Regions from separate parts of the Sus scrofa genome. Here region 1 is linked to region 2. The links are chromatin contacts, called in public promoter capture Hi-C maps. All regions are on one chromosome and are shown on one strand. Each heading gives the region's core, a stretch centred on a gene start, on an enhancer-like site or on the middle of the called end of the contact. The rest is flanking DNA. Distances are from core to core; before and after follow the strand shown. Region 1 overlaps JADE2 (protein Jade-2). Region 2 holds the start of CDKL3 (cyclin-dependent kinase-like 3).

Evidence for each region. Promoter capture Hi-C pulls out the DNA fragments that hold promoters and counts their contacts.
Region 1: a contact with region 2 is called in a promoter capture Hi-C map of fetal liver, with 2.1 times the contacts expected there. The contact joins the enhancer-like site here to the promoter of CDKL3 in region 2. A contact is called at or near these places in 1 of 5 promoter capture datasets (fetal liver), 9 of 47 Hi-C or Micro-C datasets (alveolar macrophages, heart right ventricle, liver and 4 more) and 2 of 2 datasets of contacts at active chromatin or transcription factors (alveolar macrophages and skeletal muscle).

The regions. Positions count from the first base shown.
Region 1 is chr2:136,782,469-136,787,890 of Sscrofa11.1, reverse strand. The region is part of intron 8 of JADE2 (protein Jade-2); the gene reads right to left. Among named protein-coding and RNA genes, the nearest start is that of SAR1B, 89 kb to the left of the region's middle. Within about 2 kb of position 3,815, at least 2 of the 83 cell types and tissues checked have an H3K27ac peak or open chromatin away from gene starts, as enhancers often do. A contact at or near this core is called in fetal liver, where this site is marked.
Region 2 is chr2:136,646,213-136,651,471 of Sscrofa11.1, reverse strand. It overlaps CDKL3 (cyclin-dependent kinase-like 3), which reads left to right and starts at 2,957. Exons shown (of 13, transcript XM_021084762.1): 1 at 2,957-3,096; 2 at 3,370-3,552. The coding sequence starts at 3,388.

The DNA of each region.
Region 1 (5,422 bases), core at 2,566-5,065, 140 kb before region 2:
GCCAGAGATCGAACCCGTACCCTCATGGGTCACAGTCAGCTTCTTTAAGCACTGAGCCACGACGGGAACTCAGAGCAGTTGCAGCTTCTACTCAAGGCCGCTCAGGCCCACCAGAGGATCCACCCCAAAGGGTGCCCAGCTGGGTGCCGAGCAGGGAGGGCACAGGGCACAAGGCTGATTCTTCCGGGAGGACCAGGAATCTGGGGCAGGGGACAAGCTAGCCCAGACAGCACTGAGGCCACATCCTGAAAGGGGCAGCCAGAGGGCAGTGGAATGGGGTGGTGGCAGGGAGGCTCTAAGCTGGGTCCCCGAGACACCGGGCCCAGGGTGACAGGGCTGGCCGGCCTCCTTTCTCCCCAGTGTCCTTCTCTAGGTAAAAGCACAGACCAACTTTATCTCCACCAGAGTACTGAGCTTCAGGGAAGGAAGGGCAGCCCGCCCACACGGAGCCCTTCCCCACGCACGCGGCCAGGCCGGCTCATGTTCCTAACGACCCAGTGAGGTGTGAGCTCTCAGCCTCATTTGCTGAGGAGGCTCGGTGCCTTGTCCTGCCCATGACTGGCTGAACTGGGATTTGAATCCACGTGGTCTGATCCCCGAGTCCACACTGAGCTGCCTTTGTGCCCTTGTCAGCTCCTGCCTGTTGGAAGTGCTTTCCCACCCACTATTTCCCCTAATCCTGCCGAGTCCTGGGTGGCAGAGCCTGCCCTTGTGCCCTCTGGGAGGGGAGCCCACTGAATGGCTTGGTAACCCGCTCCCAGGTCTCACAGCTCGTCAGTGGCTAAGTCCGAGTGGGAGAACAGAGCTGGGGCTCGGGGCCCAGAGAGCTTTCCTCCATGATCCTGTCTGGAACGGGGTTGCCTCACTGTCCACAGCGAAGGACACGGAGCCCGTGGCAGTGGGGAGAAGGCCGCAGGGCTCATCCCAGTGGCGGGCCAGCCGGGCTCCTCCCCACCTCAGAATCTCATTTGCCACCTGCTGTCACCCCAAGTCTGCTTCTGCCAAGCCCTGGGATTCACCTTATTTTACTGTGGCCTTGCAGAAACCGGCGAGCACTGGCTCTCTAAGGTGGGGTATGACCACTCAGAACGCTGAGCTACCTAGAAAGACCCTCCTGCCTCGAACTTGACCTTAACCAGGAGCTTCTCTCCGCCCGGGTCCCCCAACAGCAGGCTCAGGAGGACAGGAAGGCTCGTTGGGGCTGCTCACTGCCCAGCTCCAAGGATGCAGGCCATGGGCTCCGTGGAGGGTGTGGAGGTAGAGGGATACTGGGCGCGGAGCACCTCGGCCGTCGGGGAGGCAGCAAAGAGGGCTCAAATTGCTACACGCCCACGGCTTGGGGAGAAGGGCGTGCTGATACGAAGAGACCTCCCCTCACCGAGACCTCAGAACAGCCTTTTGGTGCTGCCAGGCATGATGGCTGCTTCTCTCTCGCAGGAGAAGAAAATGAAATTCAGAAGTAAAGTGACTGAGCCAGGAAAATAGTGCTCGGGAGAAGTCCGCCTTAGGAGACCGGGCTCCTGACCTTTCGACTCCTCTGCCTCCGTGCTGCAGCCGGCGGCTCAGGTCACGGACTGCATGGGGCAATAATGTTCTGCCACCCACAGGTGCCCATCTTTGCTGTCCTCCGGGGCTTGAGGGGACAGAGGTGACTTTAACACAACTCTGACCCTTGCCTACATGTGGCCAACACAGCCCTGTCACAGGCGGGGCAGGAGTGGAGGAAGAGGTGCTCGAAATGCACGCACCTGTTTCCCCTGCAATGCTCTCCCTGTTTCCCCTGCAATGCTCTCCCTGTTTCCCCTGCAATGCTCTCCCTGTTTCCCCTGCAATGCTCTCCCTGTTTCCCCTGCAATCCTCTCCCTGAACTGCTTGCCTCTCCACTTCCAGCAAACAGGGCGCTTCCAAGCCAGGCTCTCCCATGGCTTAAAAGCAGCAGCTCTGGATTCAGGGAGGTCAAGTTCAATCCCACCTTCACTCCGCACCAGACATACCTCCCAAAGGACACAAACTGGATCTGGATTTTTACATACATCTCCTGAACTTAAAATGTTGGCAACTGATTCAGGATTTTTCAAACACTTCGACAGGGCCAAACTAAACACATTCGTGGGCCAGAATCAGCTGGTGAGTAAGTGAGAGCCGCATAAAACCCTTAGCACAGCGGTTGGCACCCCGTATGGGTGCTGGTTATTAACACCACGGCCGACTCAGGCCGGGCGGGCAGTCCTCCGACCAGGGCCCACCTGAGGGTGGGCTCCTCAGTGAGGCAGCGGGCCTCTATGGTGAGGAAGGTGCCCCACAGCGGGACACCTTGCCTGCCAATGCCCTGCTCGTCACGCGGGTTCCTGCTGCCCAGGACCAGTAACCTGTCGGCGTGCAGACCTGCACCCGCCCCCCAGCCAGCTCCCTGTCCAACCTGCCCTCCGTGAAACACCCCAGAGTCCTCCCGGGCAGGGTGTTATTAAAGGAACAGATTTTGTGGTGGCTTAATTGGAATAATAACTAGGTTTCAGAGGGAAGCCACCGCTTTGCTGCTTTCCTTTGAAACAAGTCTGTTCCAAAGGCCTCCCTGCCTCAGGTGAGCCTCTACTGCCAGTGGCTAAGAAGCCCCTCAGGAGGTCTGAGCTCCCCTGTGGGACAGCCCTTTGCCCCTTGGACCCCGTCTCCAACCCAGCAGAGGGGTCGGGGAGGATTCTTTTCCCAAAGCTGCACATCCCGGGCTGCACATGCAGCTGGGAGAGGGAGTGCCGAGATTCGGTCCCCACCTCTGGTTTCCCTCCCCCGGCTCCTCCAATCTGTCCCAAAGCAAAGGTCTGCTACGGGAGAAGCCCTCAGGGTCACAAGGTGCCTGCTTAGAGGGACAGAAAAGTGCTCCTGAAATCCTACCCCACAAAGGCAGCTGGGAAAGAAAGTGTCTCTGGCTCCAGCGCACTGGCACTCAGGCACCACCCCAGCTGGAGACACACACAGCTCTCCTTCGGGAGTGTGGCAGTTCTAGATCCCCCTCCACGAGCAGCAGCCCCACAGCCTCACTGTGCCTCCTCTGCCCCTCCACCCACCCTTGGCAAGTCCAGAGGGCGCTCCCCCCAGCACACCCCAGGAGTCCCCCATCTCTAGGGCCACCGCACTGGTGCAGGCCCGTCTCATCTCCCGCAGGACCCCTCATTCATCTCCCAGCTTCCACTATCATCTTCTTATAATCCAGGAGGCACACAGCAGCCTGAATGATCTTCAAAAAGCATGAATCAGATCATGTCATGCCCTATTTAAAATCCTTCAAAGGCTTCCTGCTGATCAAAAGACAACACTCCAGCTTCTGACCATAAGACCCCACATGACCCGGCCCCTGGCTCCCGCGTACTGACCACCACTCCCTTTCCCAGCGAAACTGGCCTCCCTCTAACAATCCAAGAGTCCATGGGTTCAAGACCTGTGCTCAGGTGTGCGCTCTGCCTGTCATATTCCATGCAGTCTAGGCCCGTCTGACTCTCCATTCTTCAAGTTTCAGCTCAGATGGCACAGAGGTTGATGCCAGCTGCTTTATTTACGGAAAGCCCACCGCCCTGTTACTCAGCTTCTTCAGAACAACCGTCACAATCTGTGTTTGTTGATCTACTTGTTGAATGTCCTCCTTGGGAATGTACATTCCGCCACAGTAAAAAGCACAACCATTTGGATCCCTGCTGGCGCCCCAGTGCCCCCTGGAGTTGCACCCAGCGTATAAAAGGGGCTTGGTACACATGGCGTGCTGGGTGTGCTCCTGTCCCCACCCTCTGGAAGTGTGGGGCAACAGAGCCCAGCCGGCCTGCTCGCCGCTTGCGGGAGCAAACACCCCGGCTCAACATTTTGTCCTGTTTGCACAGCCTGCCTTCCCCATCTTAACCTCACACATTTTCCAGGAGGCTTTATTTGGTTGGGCTCCTGGCTAATGATCAATGTCAACTCAGTAATAGGGCAGCAATTTGGTGGCAGATGTTTTCTTGGCAGCACTGGCCACTGGTCTGAGTGGGGGCCTCGGGTCTGGACTTGCAATACCCATGCCCAATGCCAGCCCCCTTTAAAGACCTCTCCGCAAATAAACTCAAATAAACACCCTGGGCCTCCATGAACGCCCTTCCAGCTGACCCTGGAAACAGTGGGCCTTTCAGGCCTGCGACTGCAGCAGCTCCCTGGGCAGTTAAAACACCCCAACCTGGCCTCCGGCCTCTCCTCTCTGGGGGCCACCAGGCCTACCCGCCTGCCACCACACACAGCAGGATTTCGTCCTCCTCCTTAGAAGGGGGGAGCAGGGGGAGGCTTTCAAGCAGGCAATTTACCATTCCAGACACAATCTTTCAAAGAGAAACAAAAACTCTCCCTGTCTGAGGCAGACCGCTAAGGCGTGTGTGTAATAAGATGCTAATACAATTTAATGATATTTCGGCTGGAAAACCCGTCCTCAGAGCCTGCTTGAGTCGGGAAGGCCAGACGTTCAGAAAACAAGAGTGGCACACTCTTAAAGCTGTATAAAAAACGGGGGTCAGAGCCCCACTCTTTCCTATCTCTTGTTAACTTTAACGCCTTCTCAGGGACACTAGCTGCCGTGGCAAAAATGAGTTCGTGACACACAGATGCTCAGATTTGCTTCCGCACGCACAGGGGAGCCTGAGCCCTCCTCCAACACCCATCACTGCCCACTGCAAGTGTCCCAAGGGGCACCCAGATCCCTCGAACACTATGCCCACACCCACCCTCTGCTCCCAGTTCTGGGGACATACCAAGGGGATCCTGGGAGACAGAAATGGGCTTTGTCTACTTTGTCCTTTGGCACCGTCTCACCCTACTTTCCACCTCAGAGAGGGCAAAGTTCAGTCCGCTCGCTCCCACGGATGGCTGCCCATTGGCAAGTGCAGGGTCCTCTGATCCCTTCTTTAGAGAAGGGAGCTGGCTCTCTGGCCTAGCCTGGAGGGAGAGATCAAAGGTCAGCTGCATTGGGTCCTCTCCAGATCATTCACAGCAAGCGTAAGAAGAGCTAATACCAAGCCAAGTGCTTACCACAGGCCTGGCTTCGGGTTTAGTCTTCTTCTTGCAACGTAGCACTTAATCCAGACACCCACCACGAGAGAGGTACTGTTATTAGGCCCAAGTGCAGATAGAGAAATTGAGGCATGGAGCAACTGCCGCAGCTGGTGACTGCAAAGCCAGCATTCAAAGCTAGACTGCCTGACCCCAAATAACGTTGTGGGCCCCCCCTCCCCGCCTCCACCCCACCCCCGCAGGGGCCAGAGTGTGCAGTGCACAGGCCTACGAAACCAGAATCTGGCTGGGCTACTCCGGATTCCTGTGGATTGTCTGAGAACCCTCTTGGGTTCCTGAACGCTGAGCTACGCAGTGACGTTCCCGTGTGGAGGACAGGACAAGCCAGGCAGCCCCCTGCCCC
Region 2 (5,259 bases), core at 1,708-4,207:
TCTGTTGCCTCAGTGCTCAGTCAGAGCTTTTGGTATGAACTCTGAACTCTTTTAATGCATTTGGGTAATTCTTCAGCCCAGTGTGTTATAGGATAGAATGAGGAATTAAGTGTTGCCTGTAGTTTCACGGACCCAGAAAGGGTTAACATTCTCCACTTTGCTTGTACCTTCCTTTCTTCAATCCCTTAATTCTTTCTCTTGCTTTTAGTAACTGCCTTGGTGAGCAAGTTAGCCAGGCCTAACTCGTGATAGATGTGCATTCACAATTTAATTCTGGGGGTTCCCATTGTGGCACAGCAGAAAGGAATCCGACTAGTATTCATTGGGCTGCTGGTTCCACCCCTGGCCTCACTCAGTGGGTTGGGGATCCAGCACTGCGGAGAGCTGTGGTATAGATCACAGATACAGCTCAGATCCCAGTGTGGCTGTGGTTGTGGTGTAGGCCAGCAGCTGTAGCTCCCAATTGACCCTTAGCTTGGGAACTTCCATATGCCATAGGTGCAGCCCTAAAAAGCAAAAAAAAAAAATCTCTAAGTCAAAAAGTGAATATTTGAATATTCTTATTTTTACTTTTATTTGTTTGCCTCCCTGCCACAGCAATCTTTATTCTCCCACTACCTAAGGATGAAAACACACCAGTAGGGTTACCTATAGTGAAATGCTGAAAGAAACCTTTTTTTTTTTTCCCCTTTACTTTTTTGGCTTCCCTGAGGTATAAAGAGCCAGGGATAAGATCTGAGCCATAGTTGCAACCTGAGCCAGGGATAAGATCTGAGCCATAGTTGCAACCTGAGCTGCAGCCTTAGCAACGCCGCCAGATCCTTAACTCACTGTGCTGCGTGGGGGAATGAAGCTGTGTCCAAGCACTCCCAAGATGCCACCAATCCCATTGCACCACAATGGGAACTCCTGAAAGAAACCTTTTTAAAAATCCTTGTTAGTCATTTGTCCAGCAATTTATTATAATTTTCTATGGCTTTCTGAAATTTAGCCACTCTTGACAAATTCAAGTGAAGTTTCATTGAAGTCTTACAGCTTTACTGTATAAGCAAGAATCATACACTGTCCTGGTTGCCAGGCCTGCCATAACCTATTTGTAGAAAGAATAGTTTTAAAGCTATAATTTTATACTGTAGTGATTCTGTAGCTCTAGATTGTAAGCTCACAGAGGGCAGGGACTCTGATTCATTCTTTGTCCCTTGCCAATATAAAACCAACAATAAATATTTAATAAATGTGCTGTATGGCAAGTGTGGGTCCACTATAAGATTTACTGTGATGTTCGTATTCATAAGTGGAAAGTATTTTCTAACATGGTTGAGTAACTTTTCAAAAGGAAGGACAATTCTGAATATGTTGGTGGTGATAAGCAAAAACCAAGACCATTGCTCCTACCTCTCCCACACCTCTCTTGACATAAACCTTAGCAACACAGAAACGCTTGGGAAGCTTTTAAAATACCAATTCCTTTAACCTGACTCGTTTAAACTAGGATCTCTGGGAATGGGGCCTTTTAAAAACCTCTCCAGGAGTGACTTCAACTGTTCCTGGAGGCGCAAGACCAACTGGACTTGAATTTATTGGATAATTTGGCAATGCTTTCTCTTATTTAGGAGAAGCATAATGAGATTTGGCATCTTGCACTTAACTCTTTTTACAGAAAAAAGAAATGAAAGCCTAGGAAAGACAACATTCTCTGGGCACTTCTGGTTACATTCCTTTTTATCCATTAGAGATTGTCATTGCAGCAGAACCCATATCTAGTTCTTAACTAATTAGATAAAGGGTTTCTTTTTTTGGAGGAGGAGAAGGGTGGGTGCTATTATACGTCGGTCTGTTGCGGTGGAACCCTTTGAATTATTTGCTATCCTAATGAGGATCTTTTAGGGTTTTGATAAGTCGTAAGGGCATTTGTAAAAAGGAGGACTATTATGAGTTAAAAATACTTTTTATTTTTGTCTTTTTGCTATTTCTTGGGCCGCTCCCGCGGCATATGGAGATTCCCAGGCTAGGGGTCGAATTGGAGCTGTAGCCACCGGCCTACGCCAAGAGCCACAGCAACGCAGGATCCGAGCCGCGTTTGCAACCTACACCACAGCTCTCCGCAACGCCGGATCCTTAACCCACTGAGCGAGGGCAGGGACCGAACCCGTAACCTCATGGTTCCCAGTCGGATTCGTTAACCACTGCGCCACGACGGGAACTCCAAAAAAAAAATAATTTTTTTTTAAAGCCTATGGGGTGTTCAAGAAATGCTCTTGATTTATGAACCGTTTTATCCCCGTTTTAAGGATCAATATCTACAGCTGAAGTCCCAACTCAGGTCTGTGGAATATTAACGTAACTAGGTACTTAGAAAACTGTAATTGCACAAGACTTCCTTGGGTGTCTTCCTTTTAAAAGCGATCTCTGCCTAGGTTTACCAGGCATCATTTTAGGACCAAGCACAAGCAGCAGGTGTTCTCCCGCCGTGAGCGCATCTAAGAACCAAGTCAGAAAAACTTTCACCCTAGTTCTCCTTCCCTAGACGATTTACAGTCACCCAAGCGGGAGTGAAAATGTGGTCCTCGACCAACTCCTCTCGAAACCAACCTAGTGTAGTCGCCCCGTTCGACTAACTGCAGCTCGTATCTCCCCGCTCCACCCCCAAGGAAGCTTCGCGTTAGCTCCCGCAGGGAACTCCTTTCCGCCGGCTTTCACTTTCCCTTCCGGGTCGGGCCAGGCCGGTGTTCCGGTCTTGCGCACTAGGCCCTGAGTGGGAGGCCCCGCCGTTGCCATGGCAGTAGGCCCTCGGGAGGTCCAGGGCTAGCCGGCTTGGTCGGCTCCGTGTGCTGGTCCCTGGCTGAGTGAAACTGAGTGGAACCAGGCCAGCGGGACTATAGAATGGGCTGAGGCGGCGGCGGCTGCCCGGACGAAGTCGACTGCGGGGCGGCGGGCGTGGCACTGGTCCGGGACCCTAAGAACTCTGGTTTGAGGAGCGGACAGGCCCGAGGTTTTCTCGGGTCCCGGGGCCTGATCTGATCTGCAGCCTTGAGGGAACCTCATATTTGACGTGGGCATGACAGGACGTGTGGGGACCCCAGCCATGCTGAATAGGTGACATGTCCTGAGGGAATCATAAATCTTGGTGGGAATGACCGAGACAGCAGGAAGCTCCCCGAGTTCTGGTGAGGGCCGAAGCCCCCAAGGACACTTTACTGCCGAGCTGTCAGAGTTCCCAAAGACAGAGTCTGTGGAAAAGAGTCTTATTTTTTTCTGTTTCCCTATTTTAAAGTATGGGTTTATTGTGGAAATACATTGTCCAACTCGAATAAATAAAGTTCTAAATTTTTAACTTTTGTTTTTTTTCCTCCCTTTCTTTCTATAAAGAAGAAGCTGGGCCTGAAAATGGAGATGTATGAAACCCTTGGAAAAGTAGGAGAGGGAAGTTATGGAACAGTCATGAAGTGTAAACGTAAGGATACTGGGCAGATAGTGGCCATTAAGATATTTTATGAGAAACCAGAGAAATCTGTCAACAAAATTGCAACGAGAGAAATAAAGTTTCTAAAGGTTTGCTTCTTTTGCCTTAATTGCTCTCTGTAGGTCAAAAGATAAATTGTTACGGAGTAAAAGATTATGTAAGGAATATTTCATTTAACATATTTGGAGGTATAAATTGAAAAACTAGTGTGATAGCTTACCTTACTGTGTACATTTTGTAATTTTACAGTGATATTAGGTATATGTGTTTAGGTATAAAGTAACAAAAGCTATGCCAAAATATTGTGAAATAATTATTCAGAAACATCGAGATATAATACCTAATAGAAATGTCTGTTTTGTGCAAGGTTTTATGCCAGATGCTGAGACTATAATGAGGTAAAAGACCACACCTGCTCTTTGGGACTTTTATTACTTAATCAGAAAAACAAAAGAGCATGTAAACATACTAAATGTAAATGGCTCGTGATAAAAGTGATTAACACGAAGTCCTGTTGGGTAGGGAAGGTTTCTTGGAGGAAATGAAACATGAATTGGGCCTTAAAGGATGTGTAGAACTTAGGGAAGAGGGAGAGACTTGTATTCTAGGTTAGGGAACAGCAGAAGCTCAAAGAAGCTAAAGCAGGAGAAGGACAAGGAGCAGAGACATTTAGTATACAGAGAAGTAGAAAGAGGTGAGATTAGACAAGTACATTGGAGGTAGGTTTTGAGTCTTATCTTTTATGCTAAGGAATCAAAACTTGATTTTGTGAGGTGGAAAGTTTTGAATTCAGAAGAAACTATAAAAACCTAGTATTATTTTTTAAGACTAGATAGGAGGATTGAGTAAGTAAAAAAAAGATCTGCCGTGATTTTAATTCAGGAATCCTGTTAAAATGTGAGGGCCCTTGCTAGAATGCAGCAATTTGAATGGAAAGTAAAATTAGAACATAACATATTACGAAAGAAGACATGAAAGTGTAGAAGGAAACAGAAGAGGAGTTAATATATCTTCCAGGTTCAGTGATTGCTACCACCATTGATGACAATATGAAAGATCCCAAAGAGACATGATTTGGGTACTAGTTCAGTTTTAGAAATGTTGAATTTACGGTGATAGAAATACATTTGAGTAAAAATGACTAATAGGCTTTTAGAGATGAGGAACAGTATCAGGAGAGATCAGGACATAGGATAGAATTTCTTATAGGTGTGACAGATCAACCAGGATGAACGTTCCCAGGAGTGTAAAGAAATAAGCATTAATATTCCCTGGAGATTGAGTACAAAACTAGTGATTTAAAAAATATTTAAATATATATACATGTATTTTGTTTATTGGAATTTGTCTGTATACTTTAAAGTTCATAGTCTAGATGTTTTGTGTGATAAAACAGATACTCTTGTTCATTTTAATCTAATACAAAGTAATATTCTCTTCTTTCGTTGTAAGTCTTTATTAGATATGAAAGGTCAATTTGTTTTCTAAATGGAAGAACTATATTCGGCATCTGGGTTGTTGGAACTGCTCTATTTCTGGACAATGAAAAGGAAATTTTGTTTTGTTTTGTTTTTTGTTTTTTTAGGGCTGCGCCCATGGCATGTGGAGGTTGCCAGACTAGGGGTCTAATCAGAGCTGTAGCTGCCATTTGGAGCTGCAGCTGATGACCTACACCACAGCTCACGGCAACGCCGGATCCTTAACCCATTGAGCAAGGCCAGGGATCGAACCTGCAACCTCATGATTCCTAGTCAGATTCGTTTCTACTGTGCCACAACAGAAACTCCTGAAAAGGA